Regions from separate parts of the Mus musculus genome. Here region 1 is linked to region 2. Evidence: chromatin contacts called from public Hi-C data. All regions are on one chromosome and are shown on one strand. The core of a region is the stretch at or near the end of the contact, and the rest is flanking DNA. Distances in the headings are between cores, read along the strand shown.

What was found. A called contact is a pair of places that touch in the nucleus more often than the background predicts.
Region 1: a contact with region 2 is called in a Hi-C map of bone marrow-derived macrophages, with 42 read pairs. The contact joins the promoter of Dctn1 here to the promoter of Mthfd2 in region 2. A contact is called at or near these places in 9 of 39 promoter capture datasets (the C10 cell line, the SN4741 cell line, cranial neural crest and 6 more), 5 of 484 Hi-C or Micro-C datasets (the G1E-ER4 cell line, bone marrow-derived macrophages, cerebral cortex and 1 more), 10 of 115 datasets of contacts at active chromatin or transcription factors (bone marrow-derived macrophages, craniofacial prominence, embryonic forebrain and 6 more) and 4 of 9 other capture datasets (adipose tissue, liver, macrophages and 1 more).

The regions. Positions count from the first base shown.
Region 1 is chr6:83,177,890-83,183,232 of GRCm38.p6, forward strand. Dctn1 (dynactin 1) reads left to right here and starts at 1,700. Exons shown (of 32, transcript NM_007835.2): 1 at 1,700-2,016; 2 at 4,635-4,880; 3 at 5,170-5,248. The coding sequence starts at 1,984.
Region 2 is chr6:83,315,447-83,320,443 of GRCm38.p6, forward strand. It overlaps Mthfd2 (methylenetetrahydrofolate dehydrogenase (NAD+ dependent), methenyltetrahydrofolate cyclohydrolase), which reads right to left and starts at 2,158. Exons shown (of 8, transcript NM_008638.2): 1 at 1,983-2,158. The coding sequence starts at 2,083.

The sequences.
Region 1 (5,343 bases), core at 450-2,949, 140 kb before region 2:
AGGTAACCATGGTAACAGAGTAAACTCAGGTCCTTTGCAAGAAGAGCAAGACCTTTTAGCCACTGAGCCATCTCTCCAACCCCTGTCCTAAATATTTTATTTTTTAAGTTTTATTTTATGGTGTATGGGTGTTTTGCCTGCATGTATGTCTGTGTAGCATGTGTGTACCATGCCCTTGGAGTTTAGAAAAGGGTAATAGATCCCCTAGGACTGGAATTAAAGGCACTTGTGAACCTCTATGTAGGTGCTGGGATGAACCTATGGTTTTTTTTTTTTTTTTTTAAATGGTTTTTTCGAGACAGGGTTTCTCTGTATAGCTCTGGCTGTCCTGGAACTCACTTTGTAGACCAGGCTGGCCTCGAACTCAGAAATCCGCCTGCCTCTGCTTCCCAAGTGCTGGGATTAAAGGTGTGTGCCACCATGCCTGGCAAATCTATGTTTTCTGCAAAAGCAACCAGTGTTCTTAATTGCTGAGCCATCTCTCTAGCCCCCGTTTCTGTTCTACCCACTGAGCAATCTGCCGAGCCCTAACGTGATGTTTTGAAATGTGTTCTGTAGGCACTCTGAGTGGGTTTAGTACGATTGTCTGGGCTGGGGTGGATATGAAGGCAGAGCAACCTGGACACTGCGGGGGAAGCAGAGGTGGGGTCCTGATGGTTCTGGGCAGAAGTAAGGCACAGAGACTGTTTTGGTTGAGAGGTTAATCTAGCATATAAAGGGACTGGCTTCATTATGGTGTTCTTCCAGGTGGGCATCACCTAACAGAACTGCTTTGTGGCATTATCCTGTGTTAGGCAAGTGTGCAGAGTGGCAGAAATTGCAGTCTTGTCAGTGAAGGAAGACAAGTGTATTCAGGGACTAGGTCCACATTACAGCCAGGGGATCCAGTGGTTAGACCCCAGGCCCTTTGCTTAAGGGGTAAGACCTTAGGCATTGACCTGTGAATAATAAATGAGGTAGCATGTGGAAACCTTTGACTAGAATAAGTAGTTTCATTAAATTAACACCATCTGTTTTAAAATTATGAAGGTAATATAACATAACTAAGGAAGCTTGTGAAGTACACAACTATAAAAAATAAGTTGGCTTGTTGAGTCTGATGTTAGAAGACAAGGCCAAGGGTAAAAGAGATGAGGACCTGGGTAAAGTGGACTTGGGCCAAGGGGACAGTGAGGTGCTTAGCTTTTGAAAACTACCTTTAATAATCCCATTGAATGTGATATCTTGGGGATCAGAGCCTGCCTGACACAGGCAGAGGAGGGAGTGACTGTGGGGACCTCTGCTGTTGCAGGGGTGGGGAGCTGGGTACTCATGGCTTTCTCTGGGTGAGCAGGCTTCTAGCTCTGCCCCTCCTGTTTATCTGGCCCAGTGTAAGACAGAGATCGAGACCCTCGTCGTGTGGAGTCCAGACATCTTTCTGGTAGGGTGACACAGAAAAGCAGCAGAAGGGACTAGAAGGCCTGTGAAAGCAGTTTGATGAAGTGCTGATCATTTTGAAGTGGCACTTGATGCTTGGGGACCTGCTGAAGCCTCACTCACTGGGACTGGGGGCAGTGATAGTGAGGGGTACAGGTGGGGAAGAAGTGTCACCTCCAGAACCCTGCCTGCACTCTGGTGCTGAGGATTTCTTGCCTACCCATCCCTGGGTTCGTGTGAAGGAGGGGAGCACTAGGACCCAGAGGCCAGCATGCTTCCTGACAGTCTAGAGCAGCACTAGCGCAGAGTGAGACTCATCAGCTGGCAAGCGGGGCTCAGTGTCTCTGGGTTCAGGAATCCTTGGGCAGTAGAAGGGACTTACTCCTCAGCCCCATCACTGCTCCTGCCCCTCCAGAGGGAGGACCATGGACGGAGGGAGGTCCGTGGCTAACGGCTTCTGAGCCGTCCGTCCATGCAGGCCCATCACCCTGACCCCTCCTGCCTAGGTTTCTGCCTTTTCTCTGTCTTTGGCTAGCTGGGGGAGGGGGTAGAGTCCGGGTGAGCAACATGGCCCAGAGCAGGAGGCACATGTCCAGTCGGGTAAGTGGCCCCAGTCAATATGGGATGGCCCTGGGAGGGCTGCTGGACCAGGCCGGGTGCCTGTGGACATCACTTGTGTGGGGGCTGGGGAGGCAGGCTGGCTCTCAGCTGAGGTACTCACACACTGGGCTTCTGAGGAGCCTTCAGAGCGCTGACAGGGGCAGGCTGGACAAGGTACCCCACCCACCCACCCAGTTGGGTCCTAACTGGGGCCCAACTAGACTTGACCTCTGACTCCAGCTGGCTCTGAGGCCAGGGATTTCTGAGGGGTCCAGTCTGTCTTTGACTGGCCTGGGGGTCAGAAGGCCTAGCTGTGAGGCTCTTTTCAGATGCCCTGCTATCTGCCTCTGCTCTCTCCTCTGTGAGGTTAGATTTGCATCCACTGTTAGAGCCACCTGACTCCGAGAGGCGTGTTGGGAGGTGTGGGAGGGTCTTTTCTGAGTTTGTGTCCAGCCTTGATATCATTGGCAGTTTCCTTTATTGTCAGGCCCATGAGCTCTTCATTGTCCCTGGTATAGTTTGAGGTCCCCACATCCCTAGGAGCTCTGTCCTTACCTTACTGGTGGGGCTTTGTGAAGAGAGGGGCTAGGGAATGACAGCTGGGAAGGGTTTGACTTCCCAGGCTCTGGCAGGGCTCCTTTCTGAAGCTAACTGTGGTGTGTGTGTGTGTGTTTGGGGGGTATCAGGAAAGACCCCTCCCCCGAGCCTTTAGGTCCACGGGGGTCACATTTTCTTGCCTTATTTATTTGCTACAATCTCTCTGGTTCATGGAACAGCTATTGCTAAAAATGGCTTAGGTGTGATTTTCTTCCAAATCGTGGTCTGATCTGGGACCTAATTTCATGTGTTCTGTCATCACGGGTATGTAAGAATCTGGGTATGACCCAAGGACAGCGTTTTGTTTGTACCTTTGCCAACCCAGATGAACTACTGGGCAGGGTTTGAGGACAGTAAAGGGCTAACTTGAGGTATTTTGTTTATTTGTTTGTGCTCTTCATTTTATGACACCGTGGCCTGCAGGGTTTGGGGGAGAGCAGACAATAGGACATGGGCCCTGAGGAGGGTGCTGGTGAATGTGCTGTAGTCAACAGTCTAGCAGTGCCAGGTAGATATGGAGATGGACTGACAGCAATCATATCAGCAAGGCATGGTGGTGGCTGTGGCCCTGGAAAGAGGTGCAGTTCTGTCTTTCTGAGAAGTCTAGGTGGACGTGCTGATGCGTGCCAGTGAGCCCAGCATTCAGGGGGCTGGGGTAGGAGGGCTGCAAGTTTCAGACCAGCCTAGGGTGGTACTGAGATTCTGTTTCAAAGAACAGTGACAAAAATTTTAAAAGGCTCGTGTGCACGCACACACACACACACACTCAGGAAGAGGAGGAAGAGGAGGAGGAAGAAGAGGAAGGAGAGGAAGGAGGAAGAGAAGAAGAGGAGGAGGAGGAGGAGGAGGAGTGGAGGAGGGTGGAGGAGCTGGAGAAAGGCATTTGGTTTGAGTCCCAGGGAGACCGAGGACAGTGGAGAGAGCCACCACTGAGCTGCTAACTTTCTCAGCTCTGGTTCCTGGGACAGGGTTGTGGGGAGCCTGGTCTGAATTGAGTTGTTTGCTTGTTCTTACATCCTTTCCTTGGGGACAGTACACCCTAGAAGCAGCTATATGGTGATATTCAAAGATCTATCAGTAAATCCTAATTTGTTATACAATTTAAATATAAATTCTTTTTTAAAAATTTCAGTAGATTCTAGAGAATTTTAGAGTCTTTTTTTTCTTTTAAAGATTGTTATTGCTGAGCTGTGGTGGCACACACCTTTAATACCAGCACTTGGGAGGCAGAGACAGGCAGATCTCCAAATTTGAGGTCAGCCTAGTCTACAGAGTGAATTTCAAGACAGCCAGGGCTACACAGTGAAACCCTGTCTCTAAAAAACAAACAATAAAAAATGGATTGCTTATTGTTCATTTTTGTGACATTTTTTTTTCTAGAGTTTCTTCTTACTGTAGGCCAGGCTGGCCTCGAGCTCACCGGGTAGTCCAGGCTGGCCTCAAGCTCATGGTAATCCTGTCTCAGCTCCCCAAGTGCTGGAATCCCATGTGTGAGCTAGCAAAACAAGCTTTTTAAACATTTCTTTTTATTTATTTATTTATTTATTTATTATATGTAAGCACACTGTAGCTGTCTTCAGACACTCCAAGAAGAGAGCATCAGATTTTGTTACGGATGGTTGTAAGCCACCATGTGGTTGCTAGGATTTGAACTCAAGACCTTCGGAAGAGCAGTCGGCACTCTTAACCGCTGAGCCATCTCACCAGACCCCTAAACATTTCTTGAAACAAGGTCTCATTATGTTGCCCAGGCTGTTCCTTTAACTTACCTTATATAGCCAAGGTTGGCCTCAAACTCATGGCTCGCCTCCTGATTCAACCACCCGGGTGTTGAAGTCCTGGACATATGCTCTACCTGGCTTTGGGGAAGTTCTGAACATGTCACTGATGTTTTCCAGAGGGGAGTTTGTAGTCTCACTTTGTCCTGAGAATGGAGTTTAAAGGCGTGACTTGTGGTTTCTAGGTCCAGGACGCTGTCCTGAGCCTCTGACTGACCATGTTGGCATATGTCTTTCTTCCAGACGCCGAGTGGCAGCAGGATGAGTACGGAGGCAAGCGCCCGGCCCCTGCGGGTTGGCTCCCGCGTGGAGGTGATTGGGAAGGGCCACCGAGGCACTGTGGCCTATGTTGGAGCCACACTCTTTGCCACTGGCAAATGGGTGGGCGTGATTCTGGATGAAGCAAAAGGCAAAAATGATGGCACTGTCCAGGGAAGGAAGTATTTCACATGTGATGAAGGCCACGGCATCTTTGTACGCCAGTCCCAGGTAACTGATGGTGCGAGCCTGGGTGCACATTTGGCGTCTGTGTGTGTGTGTGTGTGTGTGTGTGTGTGTGTGTGTGTGTGTGTGTTTGTGTGAGTGCATGCTCACTTTTGTACAAACATCTGTTGCTTGTGCTGCTAGTGTGTCCTTTTTCCTAAGTCGGATGAAGGCTGTGGTTGGGAGAAAGGCAAGATCAAGCCTGTTCTGTCCCCAGCTTGCTCGGGAGCTCAGGAGGGACCCATGGTATAGGCATTCTTGATCTGACTGCATTGGGTATGTTCTTTGGCCTCAGATCCAAGTATTTGAAGATGGAGCAGATACTACTTCCCCAGAGACTCCTGATTCTTCTGCTTCAAAGGTCCTCAAGAGAGGTACTAGTTACACCCTGGCATTGCCACTTCACATCCAGGTTTCCCACCCTTCTAATAACAGGGTGTCTGCTCTCTTTCTTTCTGTCTTTCCCATC
Region 2 (4,997 bases), core at 908-3,407:
AAAAAAAACCAAAACAAACAAAGTAACACAAAGCCAGGCCACAATGCCAAGAAGATTGTTCATAATCCAGCTACATGCTAACCTTCTGTGGCTTCCCACTGCACTGAAAACCAGGAGCCATTTCCTAGGCTCCTCATCCCTGTGCCAAGGGCTGAATTAAGTAACTCCTTAGAGGGAGATAGGAGACTGAGCTCAGACCCAAAATTAAAAAAATGAAAGTAAATTCAACACCTGTGCACTTAGTTTAGATGTGACATGCTTCCACAGATGTGCGCTGGGATTTTCCACTAAAATGACAGACTAGAAAGAAGTCCAATAAAGGTCAAAACTAAAACCCAAGTCAGACATATTTATTTTCCTCTTAAACCAACAGTTATTGATTTTACAGTCAATAAGTATCAGGAAAGCTTTTCAGCTCCCGACCAAGTTATTTTGGGAAAAGTTCTGCTACTTAATTGATGGACCGGCAACGAGAAAGACAGAGAGAGGAATGAAACCAATATCGACTGAACAATAGATATTTTGCCATCCCCTTTCCATAAATTAATCTTGGTTCTTCGGCTTACCATAAAAACCCTGCTGAATGCAGCAAAGATGGATGATAGTAAGAAACAAGCTGTAAGTGTAAACAGCTGCCACCAAGTCCATTTACTCTCCCGCCCACCGTCTCCCAGGCAACAGTACTCTTCCCTCCAGCCCCGGAGTTTATGTTCCTGAAACCCTGGGTCGGCAAGGCAGGCACTGCAATTATCAAATGTGCAGGACGGCGAACACAGATCGACTTCAGAGATACGAAGCCCACACTTCTCAGAAAAGCATGCAAGAGTAAACCCGGAGAAGGAGCAAAGTGGTCCAGTTTTTTTGGGTAATGAATTACAGGATCTTTTCAGTTAGCAAAGTCTCTGACACGTGTGGTCCACAGACATATGGAGCCAGAACTCAGGAAGAGGAAAGGAAGAACAGGGAAATAAAAGGTGGAATTCAATGTGGGAGGTCAGGATCTGATCTTGGAAAACCCTTTCAAGTCCTGCAAAACCTCAGGATCCAGTGCACCAACATGCAAGGCTCCAGAAATATTTTTATTGCCTTCCACCTAGTATTCACAACCCCTCTAGGACTCTTCTTCCTAGGCACAGAAATTGGAGTTTGAGGCCAAGAAAGACCCAATAAATCAATTATCCCCCGAAAGAAGTGCATAAAACTTTTCTGCCTTCCTCATTAGTTTGGTTTTTTTCTTTTCCCAGTCAACTTACTTTGGGGGCTGAGAGGCCTTCATATATTTCAACTTTTAAAATTATGAAAAAATATGTATACGATTTTTACCATTGTGACTTTTTTAAAATTAGGCTGGTCTCTAACTCACTCTATAGACCAAGTTGGCTTTGAACCGCAGTAATCCTCCTGCCTCACAAGCAATCTCACCGCGCCCGGCTCTGGCAATTTTAAAGCGTACGGTTTATGTGGTATTAAACACTCACAGAATGGTGTGACCACCACAGTGGTCCACGTGCAGATCGGAAGCTCCAACACCCTAGCTCCCTCTAAAACAATGCACCCTACTCCCAGCAGCCCCCAGCAACTTCTGGGGCATGTATCATTTTAGGTTGCCAAGGCTAGAACTGGTGGGCTCCAGAGTGGACTGCGAAGGGCCACCATCAAGCTGGGGCATCTTGCGAACCACACCCACCCGGGAGGAGGGAAGTTGGTACCCTTGGAGCAAGCCGGCTCACAGATTTCATCAGACTGCAGCAACCCGGGCTGCCGCTAGGGTCCGGGAAGGGCAGACCTCTCCGCACCCATCTCTGCAGTGGCAGAACAGTGTCCCCTGCCAAGCGTCCGCATCTCCACGTGCACCCCGGTGCCACGTTGCCCCGCCACACCTCTCCGTTGGGGGCTGGCCCCGAGGCCGGGTGATGCTTGGGAAGGATATCTGTCCACGCCGCGCTCCGCAACCCCACGGACTCGCTCCCCGACACACTCACCGCACTGCCGCCAGGTGGAAGGGCTGTAGGCGGGGGTGGCAGCCGTGCGTGGGGCGCAACAACCGCACAGCCAACGCAGACAACAAGGAAACTGAAGCCATGGCTCGCGCCGGTGCCCGCGCCGGAGAGAAGCGCGCGCGCGGGCCACGAAGCTATACCCCGGGCCCACGAAAGCCCCGCCTCCCGCGCGCCCATTGGCCCCTGAGCCGGCGTAGGAGCCAATAGGAGATCTCAGTTCTACGTAAGCTGGTCCAGGAGCAGGTCCTGATTGGCTGAAGGAGTCAAGCCCCTGACTGAGGAGAGGCAGCAGTGGTCCCTCAGCTAGGCCAACTGAATCTGGGGTTCATTCATTCATTCATCAAACAAAAATCTGAACCAGCTACTGTGTGCTGAGAACCCCTGAAAGGCACTAAAAAAAAATTTTTTTTTAAAAGGAGAAATCATCATTTGGCAAAATCATACTAAAAATTGATCTGGAATCACCCAAGGATGTCAAAACAGCAGGGTGAAACCTGAAAAAGGAGCAAGATATTTACTTGTAGTTTTGCCATATAGAGGCCAGTAAGATGACTCAACAGTTAAGATTACTTACCGCTCTTACAAATTGCCCAAGTTCGATTCTGATCCTTCTAGTGACTCAAAACCTCTTGTAACTCCCGCTCCTCCTACAACACCAGCTCTGGAGGATCAGACACTTCTGGCCTCTAAGGGCACCCCCAGGCACACGTCATACACACACACACACACACACACACACACACACACACACACACACACACGCATGCACACAGACACTTTCTGGCCTCCAAAGCCCCCCCCCCCCCACCATGGACACATGCAATGTACATATAAATTAAAACGAAGCTTTTATAAAAAGTTAACCAGGAGCTTTTACATGTACCTTTGTGTGTGTGTGTGTGTGTGTGTGTGTGTGTGTGTGTGTATACATATATATATATATTCATGTGTATACGTATACTGAAAAGAACAGCAGGTTCTCTTAATTGCTGAGTCTTCTCTCTAGCCCTCTACTCTTAAAAAAAATCAAGTTAACATTACCATTCATGGGACAAACATTTTGTGGCCTTGCTATGAGGCATTTACCAAAATATTTCACTTGATAATTCTAAACAAATCTGAAATTTTAATGTAGTGACTTTCTTAAACCAGGAGGACTCCACTAGTGGTTAGTCTTCCATGGATTTAGAGTCACCTCCTGGGAGACAGCACTTCTGGGTGTGTCTGTGAGAGGTGCAACTAAAGAGGAAATGTCCACCCATCCCATGGACTGGGGACTGAGGATCAGTAAAATGGAGGAAAGGAGGAAGCCTGCCTGTGCTCCCCCCTCTCTGTTTCCCAGTGCAGAGATGTGAGCCAGCAGCCTCAGTCTCCTGCTGCCACAGCTGGGAGCTGCTCTTTGTCCCCCACAATGGGTTGTGTATCCCCAAACCGCCCATAGTACAACTGTGTCTTCCCTTAGGTTCCCTTGTCAGGTAAGGGTCAGGTAATTTGGTTTTGTGTACATTTATGCATATATATATATATATATTATGTATATATATTCATTCATGTGTATATGTATGTGCACACGTATGGAGGTAAAAGGTCAACATGGGGTTGACCTTCCTCAATCACTCACCACCTAATTTTTTGCGTGTGTATGTGTATGAGTGTGGTACATCCACAGGAGCACATGGAGGCCACAATAGGCCATCAGGTACCCTACTCTGCTTATTCTCTTGACACAGGGTATGTCACTGAATCTGAAGCTAGGCAGATCAACCTCCAGTGACCCTCCTGTCTCTGCCTCCAGCGCTTAAGGACTATAGGCACAGGTACAACCATATTTTTTATGTGGGTGTTGGGGATTTGAACTCAGATCCTCATGCTTGTGCGGCTGGAACTTCATTACTCACTGAGTCATCTCTCCAGTCCCTAGGTTTCTCTTCTTTCCTTCCTTCATTTCTTCTTTCCTTGCAGTACTGAGGATAAAACCCAGAGCTCCTCACAGGTCATTCTAGACAAGCGCTCTACCACTGAGTTCTCAATCTCTCTGTCTCTGTCAATCTTTGTCTCTGTCTCTGTCTCTGTCTGTCTGTCTGTCTGTCTGTCTGTCTCTCTCTCTCTATATATATATATATATATATACATAAATATATACACACATATACATATATATACACACACATATACATATATACACACATATACATACACACACACACATATATACATACACACACACACATATATACACACATATGTACACACACACCAGGTTCTAGCCTCAGTCTGCTGAATCTGGGATTACAGGCATGCTCCACCACACCTGGCTTCCTAGTGTTGTTTTTAATGTGCTTAATAAAAAGACTTGCTTCAAAAAAAAAAAAGAATAAAAAAATGAAAAACAAAAACAAAAAAAAAGACTTGCTTCCATGTTTCCTAGAATACTATATTTAAATGTCATTTGCTTTACAAAAGTGCTTCTTAGCCAGTTTTTATTTTATTTACTCTTTCCCCTTGCCCCTGCTCTTCTTTCTTGGCATGTGTATTCATATGTGTATGTGATGTGGGTAAGTACGTGTGTGGAAGCCAGAAGTTAATATTGGTATTTTTCTTTGTCCCTCTTCCCTCTATTCATTGAGGCAAGACTTCTGATTGAACCTAGGGTTGCCAGTTTGGCTAGTCCAGTTAGCCAGGTAGTCCTGAGTCTTCCTTGTCTCCACCTCCAGAGCGCTGAGGCTGCAGACAGAGCCTCACACCAGCCTGGCTTTTACAAGGGTGGCAGGGATCCAAACTAAAGTCCTTATGCTTGCACACTGGGTGTTTTACCCACCAAGCCATCTCACCAGTACCTCACCTCTGTGCTGGCTAAGCTTGTCAACTTGACACAAGCTAGAGTTGTATAAAAGGTGAGAAGCTCAGTTGAGAAAATGTCTCCATAAGGTCCCACTATAGGACATTTTCTTGGTGATTTAACCGATTGTGGGTGGTGCCATCCCTGGGCTGGTGGTT